Regions from separate parts of the Macaca mulatta genome. Here all the other regions are linked to region 1. The links are chromatin contacts, called in public Hi-C maps. All regions are on one chromosome and are shown on one strand. The core of a region is the stretch at or near the end of the contact, and the rest is flanking DNA. Distances in the headings are between cores, read along the strand shown.

Region 1 (3,968 bases), core at 793-3,292:
TCAAAATCTTTGTAAAGTAAGAACAAGTCAACTACCTTGTTTCTCTTCCTACTGAAGAGCTGACTCTACTACAGAAATTGTAAAGGAAATAATTATCAATAGAGTTAGATCTAGAACATAGCACCTTTGATTCATGAAAATGAAACTTTGAACATGTATCTCTTGACCTTCATTGTTTAACATTCCTCCCCAAATTCTCCCTAATGTTGATGGCTTAGTTTATTAATTCAAGTTCGTTGAATAAACCATAGTCTACAATCACGATAGTAGTTTATGAGAGCAAGTGTTGATGTTACTCTAAGTGCATGGGGAACTTGCAAAGGTCCTTTTCTAGAGGCCTTCAAGGTAAGTTGCAGAGGTCCTTTTCTAGATATTGTGATTTATTCTACTATTAGCTCATTCCTACTTTTCCACTAAATCTGCCAGTTATCACACTGTGAGCAGAGTAAGAAAAAACTCTGGGAATGAAGAAATTCTGCCAGTGTCACTTGTGTATTACAAAGCTACTGCACTTTTGATTTTCTCCCTCCCACTACTGGTAAGTTATGATATAGCCTCCTCAACACAATACCTAATGCTGAGTACTGTAATAATCATGGTGCACTGCTCACAATCCCTGTGGCAAGCATTTAAACTGCTCTAAGCACCAGCAAAAAAAGAAACAAATATTTCTTTTGTGGTTCCTTTTAGTCCTTGAATATATCACAATTTAACCCTAATCAGATTTACCTGATGTCAGGAAATAACCTGGGACTTTCGGCAGTCATTATCCTAAAGGGTAATAATCAGAAGGTTGAGAGGAAAAACTTAAGATGGGACTTATCTAATGGGCTAACTTAGGTGACTTAGAGAATTACATACAAAGGGTATAACCAGAGCCAAGTGTAATGTCCCATGTGATTTTTACTAGGAGAGACTAGTCTTAATAATTTCATCTTTGGACAACCCTCCTTTCTAAGCATGTACCTGCCACTTAGGGATCCCCAACCCAACACGCTGAGGCTCATTTCATCATCATTACAGCTCTAACCCCATTGTAAAAATTCACCAGGGTCTTTTAAGCCAGGATAACAAACTTCTCAAAGTGTTGAAAAAACTTGGTGGCTGATATATGCATGGACTAAGTTATGTATATAGGTTAATAAACACACACACACACACACACACACACACACACATCTTTTAGGACTGGTTTGCCTGAAGTCTTCACATCATGGAATGTCAAATGTCAAATGTCTTTAAAATATGATTATCGGCCAGGCACGGTGGCTCATGCCTGTAATCCTGGCACTTTGGAAGGCTGAGGTGGGTGGATCATGAGGTCAGGAGTTTGAGACCAGCCTGGTCAATATGGTGAAAACCCGTCTCTACTAAAAATACAAAATTTGAGGTCGGGTGCAGTGGCTCACGCCTGTAGTCCCAGCTACTTGGGAGACTGAGGCAGAAGAATCGCTTGAACCTAGGAGGTGGAGGTTGCAGTCAGCCGAGATCATGCCACTGCACTCCAGCCTGGGTGACAGAGTGAGACTCTGTCTAAAATATATATATATGTATGTATATATTTATATATATAATGTATATGATATATATGTGTATGTGTGTGTGTGTATATATATATTTTTTGTCTGATTCTCCTAAGAGAGAGTAAACTGGCAGAGAAATAGATAAGATAATAATTTGACATTCCACATTGTTGTTATCTATATATAGTGTTGTCCTTGATGTTAGCAGATGCCAGAATTCCTAGATCAATTAAATAGAGCACCCTTTGCCCACAGCTTCCTTTGTAAAAGCTGAATATACTAACGGATTTTTCAAAATATCTATTTTTCATTTTTAAAAGTATCCCTATTTAAAATGTAGGAGTCTAAAAATATACACAAACCAAATGTTGATTCATTGTAGGAGTTGCATGTTATGATTCCCTCATTGCATCTGGTAACTGCATGTGGTTAGCTACACTTGGTACGACTGGATACAGCTTGACATATTCTGGGATTTATTAAAATGTAAATGACAAAGCAGAAAAGAATGTTCAGACAATTGGATTACTCCATTGACTGAATGTTCCAATACTGTATCTATTTTTGTCAAAGCAATGGTGGTTCCTGCTGTGGAATGCTGAATGGAATATTCCATTGCAGGGCATGGGGAGAACTTGAATAAAGGAAATTGAAACCTAACCATTTAATTTTTAATTCACCTCTCTAAAAGCAACACATTGCCAATACTTGTAAAAGAAATTATGATAATTTTGGCACACAATTATTGGAAGATCATCACTTTCAACTATTTATTCAGTGTCTATTATTGGTTCTGTAACTTCATTCATGAAAACAATGATACATTTGCTTGTTTTTGCTCTTGGCCTTGGCTTGTTTTCGTTATGAGCATTATGTGATGAGCATGAATATCTGTGATATGGCAGTGAATATGCACAATCCAAGAGAGACATTTTCCTGATGGGAACTGTTCTTATTTGTTCCAGAGAAGAGAAGGCTGGGAGGTAGTCTTTAAGGACATGAAGGGATTGAGTTTAAAAGAATGGAGGCCGGCTGTTCTTTCTCTCCACAGGGAACAAGAGAAAATGGGATTAAACTACAGCGTGAGGGATTTGGAATAGAAATAAGAATTTCCCAACTGTGTAGAATCTCAAACACTGAAAGGCATTTTGAAGGAAGTATGTGGACGTTAGTTTTATTTCGATGCCTTTAAAATATGGAACGGCACATTTTCACTATGTGGTTTTATACGGACGAAGAAGAGCAGATTTGATGACAGAGTTCCGGGATTCTCTTGATCTATGAGTAGAATCTAAAAGTGGTGCATGGTGGTAACTATGAGAAGTAACTATTTTTTATAGTGGTTATTTTTTCATGTCAACTTTTCTCATGGGGACAGACTGTCAATTTTACCTGTACAGTGAAACATGAAATGGAATGGAAGGTAATATAATAAGTTGGGTGGGGACAGATAATGTGGGAGCACAATGCAATTTTTAATTTTGTCTTCCCACTACCATTTCTGCTATTGAGTAATTTAAGTTTAAAGGCAAAATATCCTTCTAGTGGAGTTTAATATATGTATATTGATTTTTGAATTTGTAAAAATGTGCTCAGAATTCCTGGGGAAATGAGCATCTCCTGCACCCTCTTTATGGACACACACACACATATATATATGTATATTTTTAAGGAGTTGCATTTTCACATTTGATTAGCAAATTAGCAGAATTATTTGAGTATATGGGATTCAAATTGGTCCAAATTCAATTTTGCTGTTAAAAATTATGACCACAGTGGATATTAGTCTTGACTTGAAGATAATTATATTTTCCACTTCCCTGAGATAGTTTAGTGTAGCAGAAAGAGCGTTGTGTTAAAATCAGAAACTTGGGGGTCAGGTCTTATCTCAATCATGGCCTGGCTGTTTGACCTGGACAACTCAGTAACTGTTAAGTGTGAGTTTATATTCTGAGGAATAAACAAAAATGTGTTAAACAAATGGTTTTCGTTCTAATATGCTGTCAGCTATTGATATCAAAAACTCTCGATTTTCTGAGCTGAGTCTAAGATTATGTTCCCATAAGTCAATAGTTCTCAACTTTGGCTGCACATTCTGATCTCCAAAGGAGCTTCAGAAAATTCCAATTCCCAGGCCACATTCACACCAATTAAATCAGAATCTGACCTAGGTATCAGTATTTTCAAAACTCCCCAGGTGGTTACAATGTACAGCCAAGGTTTAAAACTCATGCTTTGGATACAGTGCAGTAAGGAACTGAAATAATCATATTAGTGTTATCTATTATGAGTGTGAGAATTGTGTCCATCTTGTTCCTTCCTGTATCCTCAAAACTGAACAAAGTGCCCAGCACATAGTTGGTGCTCAGTAAATACTTAATAGTTTTAGTAAACTTTGGCCAATTCCTAAAAGATACAGGATGTATCAAATCAGCTACCTCCTTT
Region 2 (4,221 bases), core at 999-3,498, 420 kb before region 1:
TGAAGAGAATCACACCAAGATGTATGGAGTGAAGTGGGGCAACAGAAATTATTTTTTATAATGAGGAAAAAGAGAGTCTTATATAGGCCTGGAAAAATAGTTGGGAGGTTGGCATCCTAGGCCTAGTAAGGCACAAAATCACCAAAGTTTATTTTCATGCCACATATTTTTTCATCTGCAGTTTTTCTACCCTCTTGCTGGAGCCTAGTTCAGAGATTTTATTTTGCTGAATGTTGACAAAACACCCTAAAATCTGGGCTCAGAATTGTCAATGCAGCATGAAAAATTTCAGCCCTCAATAGATTCAAACACAGATCTGTTGCAAAACCAGATAGAAATGAGGAAAACTGTCAAGAAGAGTCCAGAAAAGAAATATGGGTCAGTGACAAGGTTTCCTCAGTTTATAAAACAAAGAAAATTCATCAGAACTCTCCACATCAGTCCAGTACCAAACCAGATTAAAGTGCTGTCTCATGTTCTAAGCCTCTGAGGCCTGAAACAAAAAGTGAAGTTGATTGTGTTGAATTGCATGGTTTCCCTGAACTAGTAATCTTTCAGCATCAGAGCGGAGCAGGTGACTGACCGACGGACTTGCAGATGGCCTTGGGGATTCGTTTGCGCCCTAATAATTTAAGAACGTGAGTCCTGTGGGAATGGATGTGGCCACTGGGGATATAGCTGGTGGCAAGATTTCTGAGGATCGGGATGGGTCTTACATTTTTTGCCCAGCTGTAAAATGGGAAGGAGGCTTTTTTCCAACTCAGTCCTTAGTGTCAAGTTTCCAGACCCACGCAAATGGCAGCTCTTTCTATACTTATCTGGGGGTGAGATGGAAGAAGGGATGGAATGGAGAGGATCCGTTCCCTTTTTGAACTTGGGAGTTTATAGGTAAGTGGACAAAAATGAGCCTACGGAAGAGACTGACTTTGGTCCGGATTAGCAGTATTTGCTCTTCCGGGAACCTCACATGTGGGCAGCAGAGAGCTGAGGGTGTGCTTGGTAGCTACAAGTAAAGGGAGGCGCTGTGCTTAATGAGGTCTGCAAGCCTGGATCTTTTCATTTGACCCAAGTCTTTCTCCCTTGGATTAACCTCTCTGTGTTGCTGGGAAGCACAGCTCATCTGGCTGTAGCTCAGAATTTTGTACCTGGCCCACAGGAGATTCCTGGGAGTGGAGTCTAGGTCCCCACCCAATTCTGATTGTGAGTAATGGATACCGTTTGGATGGGAACTGTAGAGGATTTATGTTTAACGCCAGAGGGCTGGAGGTCATAGCTGAAGCAAGTTGATTAAAATCAGTTACTCAGGGGATTTGACTACACAACCCGTAATTGGAGGAATCCAGCTTCTTCTCAGAATTGGCCCCCAAATACTGAGGAAAGGTAGATTCGAGGTCTGCAATCCTCTCCTTAACTCTGAACTCAGAGCTGTCATTGTCTCAGACACGCACTTGACACTAAACATACATTTTCCTCTGACATATTTGTATTGTTTTTTAAACTGTCTGACAAATAGTTGTGCTGAGTGAGTTCCGGGCACCTAGCAGGCAGGCAGTAAATATTTGCTGTGCATCGAAAGAATGCCGTTGGCTTGGCTGTCAGTATGGCTCCGATTCAGAACCATCCCAGCGCTGGGTTCTTGAGGCTGGGAGGATTGCACGTTGAAGGGCTGGTCAAGCCCTGCCTGACCAGAAAGGTCTCTGTGAATACTGGAACATTCTCAGACATGCTGAGGAAAAGCTACCATCGCAGGCAAGAGGGACGGTGGGGGGAAGTGCAGTTGGGAGTTTTCCTAGAGACGTGGTTCCTTTGTTCTGGTAGATTTCAGCCAGAAAGAACAGCAAAATTTTACTGTCTGCAAACCACCAAGGAGCTACTCCCCTCCCCCTTTACCTCCTTCCTTCCCAACCTGGGAATTCATTTGCTGCTTCTCTCTCCTCCTCCTCTGCCCTGGGGCAGTCCCCAGGGACAAAGCTCTTTGTTGTGAACACTCTGAGACAATACGGAATTGCACAGTCCCCAGGGCACAATCGGGGCTGTCCTCCACGGAGAGTGATCGCCCGGGCAGAGACCCCCACCTGTTGATCTCCCCCTTCCCGGGGCGAGCGGCAACCTGCATTGTGCTGAGGACGCACGCGTTTCCACAGCAGGCTCAGCAGATGGTGCTGGTGAGCAAAGCCATGCCCGTCCCTCCCGCGCCCCTCCCCACCGCCAGAGCCTCGCTGGTCTAAAGCAAAAACAGATGTTTTCATCATTTCTGGATCTGGCATGTGACTCGCAGTTCAGCAATGCGCCGACATAACCCAGAGTTGTACGTCCCCTTCATCCCCCGCAAAATAAAAATCCTGAACTTAAATGAGCCTTCCTCCTTGGCGAGCCACTGACACATGATCTGTGTAATCCACGGGGCACATGTTTAATCGGACTCCGACTGCAACTGCCTTTGTAGCCGGCCCCGGCTCTATAATTGGGAAGTTGTCTTTTTTTCAGCGAAGACACAGGACAGCCAGACTAGCTATCTTTACACCAAGGGCTGGGAAGAGGCGCTAGCCTTTTAAAATAGCCCTGGTCTGGCTGGCTGGCGAACCTGTCTGCGTGGGAGCCGGTGAGCGGGGCCAGAACAAAACAGGAAGGCCGCGGCGGCGCGCCCTGTTCCCGGCGCCCTCGGCAGGTGGCAGCATCGGCCCGAGCTGGCCTCTGCCGCTGGCCAGCCCCAAAGCAGGGCCCTTTTACTTTCGGTGGCCTCAAAATTATTAGTTCCAGATGAGTTCTTGCAATTGTAATATTTGGTTTAACCCAATCTGCCCGACTGCGTCAGCGCACGTTCAAATACAGCCGTCTGAAGTCTAAGCAGACATCAGAGGCATGGTTCAGGGGGTGTCAACATTCCTTACCCTTGGAAAGAATTAAAGCAAAACAAAACAAAACAAAAAAAGGAGGCTGATTTATCCCCAAACGAAAGAAGGGTGAACAGGCATGGGGCTAGGGTGCCCGAGAGGGAGCGAGCAGTGGACATTCAGGGAAGGCGTAACAATGGAACTTTGTCCAGGAGGCCCGCTAGAGTGGAACTGGATTTATTTGTTGAACTAGGAAGGGACCTCTGGGTTCTTTGAAGGTTAGAGCAAATAAGCAAAACTGGCGTGCATTTGGTTTACTAAGAGCAGAGTCCTTCAAGTCACGTAGGCTGCTATTGTCAGACACAAAACGCGTTGTTTCTGGGGCTGGGCCTCTGCTTAACACTTGGCCTGGTGTCCCAGGAAGGGGGCAGAGGAGGAGGGGGCTCCCCATGTTAGCACACAGCTTTTAGGGGGACTCTGAATATCTGCCAAGGATGTGGACTGGGTTTCCTAAGGACAGCAGCCCAGGCCCCAGAGGACTCATTAAGAAGACAGGAGCCCTCCTGCAGGCCCTCTGGCCAGTGGACTGGCTGGAGTCATCAAGTGTCTTGTAAATGGCCCTGCTGTGGTTTTACTACCACACCGTGGAGCTGGACGCAGGGGAGACTAGGGACCCATCCTGGTGGTCTCAGGGTATTCCAGATGCATGAGCTGAGGCTAAAAGACTCCCTCTGACCCCCAGGACAGAGCAGCAAAATGTGCAAAGGGAGCCCAGAAAGCCTGCTCCAACCACCAGCCAGGAAAGGGTGTCTCCTCCCTTAGCAGAGATGGAATAACCTGGCCTTGAAAAGACAGCCTCTGTCAAGCAGTCCCCCACGCCCCTTCCCCCTGCCGGCACCTCACTTGTAAATCTGTGCTCAAATTCTTCAAGCACCTCTCCCAAGGTTGCAAGAAAGATTCCTGCTAGTCGACTCCAGGGAGCCTGGCCGTTTCCCTGCAGGTCTCTGGCTCAACATGGTACTGATCAAAAGCCGGCACCAGTCTGGCAGATGCTTTAAGTCCTGCATGTCGGGAGCTAGCGGCTGGCGCTGGCATCAGCCAGCCAGGCCGACGGAGCGGCCATCTTGTTAGATGTGGTTGGGGCCTCGCTGGTCTCTTACCTGCTGCAGGGGCCACCCCACTGTGTGGAGGAGGAGGTGGGACCTCCACACATCTGGTCCAATACCTGCAGAGTGTTTAGGGACCCAGACTTCCTGCTATCCTCCTTTCAGTCTGAAAACTACATGTGTTCCTGCAGATTGCTGGGAAAGTGCTGACTGTCTTGCTGGGAGTCTCGCCCTGATCCTAGAGGGAACTTGGCCTTGGGGGGAAATAGGCAAGTGAGGCA
Region 3 (4,031 bases), core at 1,044-3,543, 410 kb after region 1:
AACAGGTGTAAGAATGGCTCAGATATCTCATTGCCGTAAATGCATTATCGTCTATTTTATTAACATGTGACTTTAAGAACCAGCAATTTTTTTTATTTTCAGAATGACTAAAGGTCACCATATGTATACAGAGCTTTATCTTTATGAGACCTGGACCTATATTGACATATAATGTATAATATAACATAATAGACCAAGAAATTCCCTTTATATTTAACTATGGATATATTTAAGTATGAAATTTCCTTAATATTTAAATTTTTCATACTAGTTCTAAAATCAGCACTCTTGTACCTGGTCAGGTCAACATACTATTATTTATTTATTTTTGTTTGTTTTAGTAAAATAACGAAGAATATCAATGAAAAATGTCCAAATACCTGGAAATAAATTGACTAAAAAGAATAAATTCAGTAATTAGTCTGGGAGTACAAAGCAGGGTTGATTTCATTACATAATAGTCTTCCTTTTGAATCTTGATTAAAGGTGTCCATAGGAAGGATATTCTACTCCATGTTCCTTGGGGATTTCTTTCCATGATTTGGTTTCCCTTGAGTAGTTGGTATGATTAACTGGGCTGGTTTCTTTTATAATTGTCCTGAAGCCCTTTGTATTTTGCAAAACTGCTTTGCAATTGTTTTTTTCGTAGGATGTACTTAAAAATGAATCCATTAGGGGTAGCATGGCAAACACAGCTCAGAGAGGTTGTTGTTAGCAAAGCCAGAATAAAATCACAGAAAGTCTTTCAATTTTTTTAGGGTGCTCAAAGTGCTTTTCTCAAAATATTTGCATTTCCAAAACTCAAACATATCCAAAAGAACGGTGAACTTAGCTTTTCCTCTTTGGATTTAGGATAGAGTTGTCAGATAAAATACAGGATGTCCAGTTAAATTTGAATTTCAGATAAACAATGAGTATTTTTTTAGTATAATTAGGCCCCATGTAATACTAGAAATGCTAATAGTTCTGCATTTTTATTTGCTAAATCTGGGAATCTTAACTTAGGAAGATAATATTACTCAGCCCAGAGCTGTATGAACTTTGGGCAAGAAACTTAATGGATTGAAATTTCCTCATCTCTAAAAATAAAATGTTGTGCTACAAAAATTGCAAGTGCAATTTATTTCTAATTCAGCTATGATACAATATCTTTTCATCATGCAAGATTTATCTAGAGGTATAATTACGGGTCATGCAAAGAGTGCCCCATTTGGAGTAAGAAGGATCTGAATTTGATCCCACCATTAATTAACCATGTGATCTTAGGCAATCAAATTGTCGAAATCTCGGATTCTTTAACTACAAATTGGGGATAAGGTACTCATTATAAGGGTCAAATTAGATGATGTGTATAGAAGTGTTTTGGATCTATGTGAAGTCATAAGCAGATTATGATTTACTAAGAAGTGACTCTCAAGCAATGTAAAACGAGTTATTAGCTAACTTGTATGGTCAGAGGTCCATTCTCCTATATGACTCAAACCAAGTTTTCAAGCTCAGGTAGGTTCTAAAAAAGGTACCCACAAGTAGGCATTTTACTGTCTTTGCTCTTTGTATTTTAGGAGACTTACGGTTCAAGTGTCAGCTCTACACCTCGGTTTCTTCAAATAGCAAATGAGCAAAAACAATACCCACCGCATGCATGTATCATGAGAGCTGAATGTGAAAACATAGAAAACACCTGGCACACAGAGTTTCTCACTAGAAATGTCAGTTCCTGCTCTTCTCTACGGTTGAGCCTCAATTGAAGCCTGCTCTGGGTACAGGCCACTGGTGAGTGGGTGTGTTTAAGGAGCGGGCCTCTGTTTCCATTCCCCTTTTCTATGTAGCAGTTCTGTTGTCAGAGCCCAGCAGGACAAGGAAGGCCTCTTCCCATCTCCAGACCTCCCTCTGTGAGGGAGCCTGAGATGCCTAACACGTTTTGTATCTTCTGATCTCTAGGGACCCAGAAGTCAATAATAACCTTCCCTAACCTCAACCAGATTCAAACCAGAAAGTGGCAGGAGAAAAGTCGCCTTGACCCAAAGGGGCATCCAGCCTCTCCCATTTCAGACACAGGATAATGCAATCCAGACCACACGAAATTTCCCGTATGTGAAGACTGCCTCAGCCCTCTGCACCAGGCTTTCCAGCCTCTCTCCCTCTTGCCTCAGACAAAGCTCTCCCTCAACCACATTGTGTGACCAGGCCAATCCTTGGAGACAGAGAGACGTCTGCCCTAGGGAACTTCCAAGCTGCCCAGGGGATGGCCAATTCACCCTTTTCAGAAGCCAACTTGGAAATGGCATCACGGTGCTTTGTGAACACATCTATGGTGCAACACTGACCTCCAGTGGCTGAGCCAGGAGGAGACCGCTCTCCACACTGTCTCACAGCAACCCTGTCCTCCCAGAGGCTAGCGTACCAGATGATAAGCTCTTCTTGGAACCACTTCCCAGAACACCTATGCACAATATCTTAAAAAAAAAAGAGAGAGAGAGAGAAAGAGAGCAAAAACATAAGACCAGAGTTACTCACCAGTTGAATCCGACCATGTCACTCCACCACTTAGAAAACTTACGCGGTTAGTAGTCCCTCTATTGATCACAGAATAAAGTCTGAAGTTTTTTTGTTTTGTTTTGTTTTGTTTTGTTTTGTTTTGTTTTGTTTTGTTTTGTTTTTGAGACGGAGTCTCGTTCTGTAACCCAGGCTGCAGTGCAGTGGTGCGATCTCGGCTCACTGCAAGCTCAGCCTCCCGGGTTCCCGCCGTTCTCCTGCCTCAGCCTCCCGAGTAGCTGGGACTACAGGCGCCCACCACCATGCCCGGCTAATTTTTTTTATTTTTAGTGGAGACGGGGTTTCACCGTGTGAGCCAGGATGGTCTCGATCTCCTGACCTCGTGATCCGCCTGCCTCAGCCTCCCAAAGTGCTGGAATTACAGGCGTGAGCCACCGCGCCCGGCCAAGTCTGAAGTTCTTAGTACAGCAGACTTCTTTCGGATCTGGGTGAGACTACCTGTTTTTAAAGTAGAGCAGTAGAGGGGTCTCTGTTTAAATGACCTTCTTCACTTTTCTGCTGGTACAACTTTTTTTCTTTTCTTTCTTTTCTTTTCTTTCGTGTGTGTGTGTGTGTGTGTGTGTGTGTTTGTTTGTCAGGGTCTTGCTCTGTCACCAAGGCTAGAGTGCAATGGCGCAATCAAAACTCACTGCAGCCTCGACCTCCTGGGCTCCAGTGATGCTCCCACCTCAGCCTCTTCAGTAGCTGGGACAACAGGTGTGTACCATAATACCTGCCTAACTTTTTAAAATCCGTTATCTTTGTAATGGTTTCATATCAAAAATTGCCATCTTAATGACACTTTCAGTATTATCTCTCCTTACCACTGTAGAATTAATTTTGTTTTCAAAACATACAGCAAGTGGAGTTAAAACTGATCCATTTATTTATTCAAAAAACAATAATAAGACATTTATTGTAATGCCAGTAATTGTCCTGGATAGTCAGGATAACAGATAAAAGAGGCATGCTTTCTGACCTCAGAATGCATATAGACTAGTGGAGAATACATAGAGAAATCATTGCATAGAGTATAGCAAGAAGCTATGTGCAAATTACACGACTGGCTTAAGAATGGAGGTAATCACTTCAGCCTGTGCAAAAGGCAATCAGAGATCCTGCCCCAACAGTGAGAGGCCTTGTCTGGATCTCGAAGGGTGAGCAGGAGTTAGCCAGGCACTGTAATCCCAGCCACTAGGGAGGCTGAGGCAAGAGGATTGCTTGAGGCCAGTTCTAGACCAGTCTGAACAACATAGCAAGATCCCCACCTCTACAAAAAAAAAAAAAAAAAAATTATCCCAGTGTGGGGATGAACACCTGTAGTCTCAGCTACTTGGGAGGCTGAGGCAGAAGGATTGCTTGAGCTCAGGAGTTTGAGGCCGCAGTGAGCTATGATCAAGTCACTGTGCTCCAGCCTGGGTGACTGAGCAAGGCACCATCTCAAGGGGAAAAAAATAAAGGAACCAGGAAGATAGGATAATTTTAAAAGAGAAAGA

Evidence for each region. A called contact is a pair of places that touch in the nucleus more often than the background predicts.
Region 2: a contact with region 1 is called in a Hi-C map of fibroblasts, with 5 times the contacts expected there. The contact joins two enhancer-like sites. A contact is called at or near these places in 5 of 14 Hi-C or Micro-C datasets (blood, cortical neurons, fetal cortex germinal zone and 2 more).
Region 3: a contact with region 1 is called in a Hi-C map of fibroblasts, with 2.4 times the contacts expected there. The contact joins two enhancer-like sites.

What each region holds. Positions count from the first base shown.
Region 1 is chr14:122,738,934-122,742,901 of T2T-MMU8v2.0, forward strand. All of the region lies in intron 3 of LOC106993508 (a long non-coding RNA gene), which reads right to left. Among named protein-coding and RNA genes, the nearest start is that of MIR125B-1, 14 kb to the right of the region's middle. Within about 2 kb of position 2,043, at least 2 of the 40 cell types and tissues checked have an H3K27ac peak or open chromatin away from gene starts, as enhancers often do.
Region 2 is chr14:122,322,408-122,326,628 of T2T-MMU8v2.0, forward strand. No RefSeq gene overlaps it. Among named protein-coding and RNA genes, the nearest start is that of SORL1, 200 kb to the left of the region's middle. Within about 2 kb of position 2,249, at least 21 of the 40 cell types and tissues checked have an H3K27ac peak or open chromatin away from gene starts, as enhancers often do.
Region 3 is chr14:123,150,143-123,154,173 of T2T-MMU8v2.0, forward strand. No RefSeq gene overlaps it. Among named protein-coding and RNA genes, the nearest start is that of UBASH3B, 120 kb to the right of the region's middle. Within about 2 kb of position 2,294, at least 7 of the 40 cell types and tissues checked have an H3K27ac peak or open chromatin away from gene starts, as enhancers often do.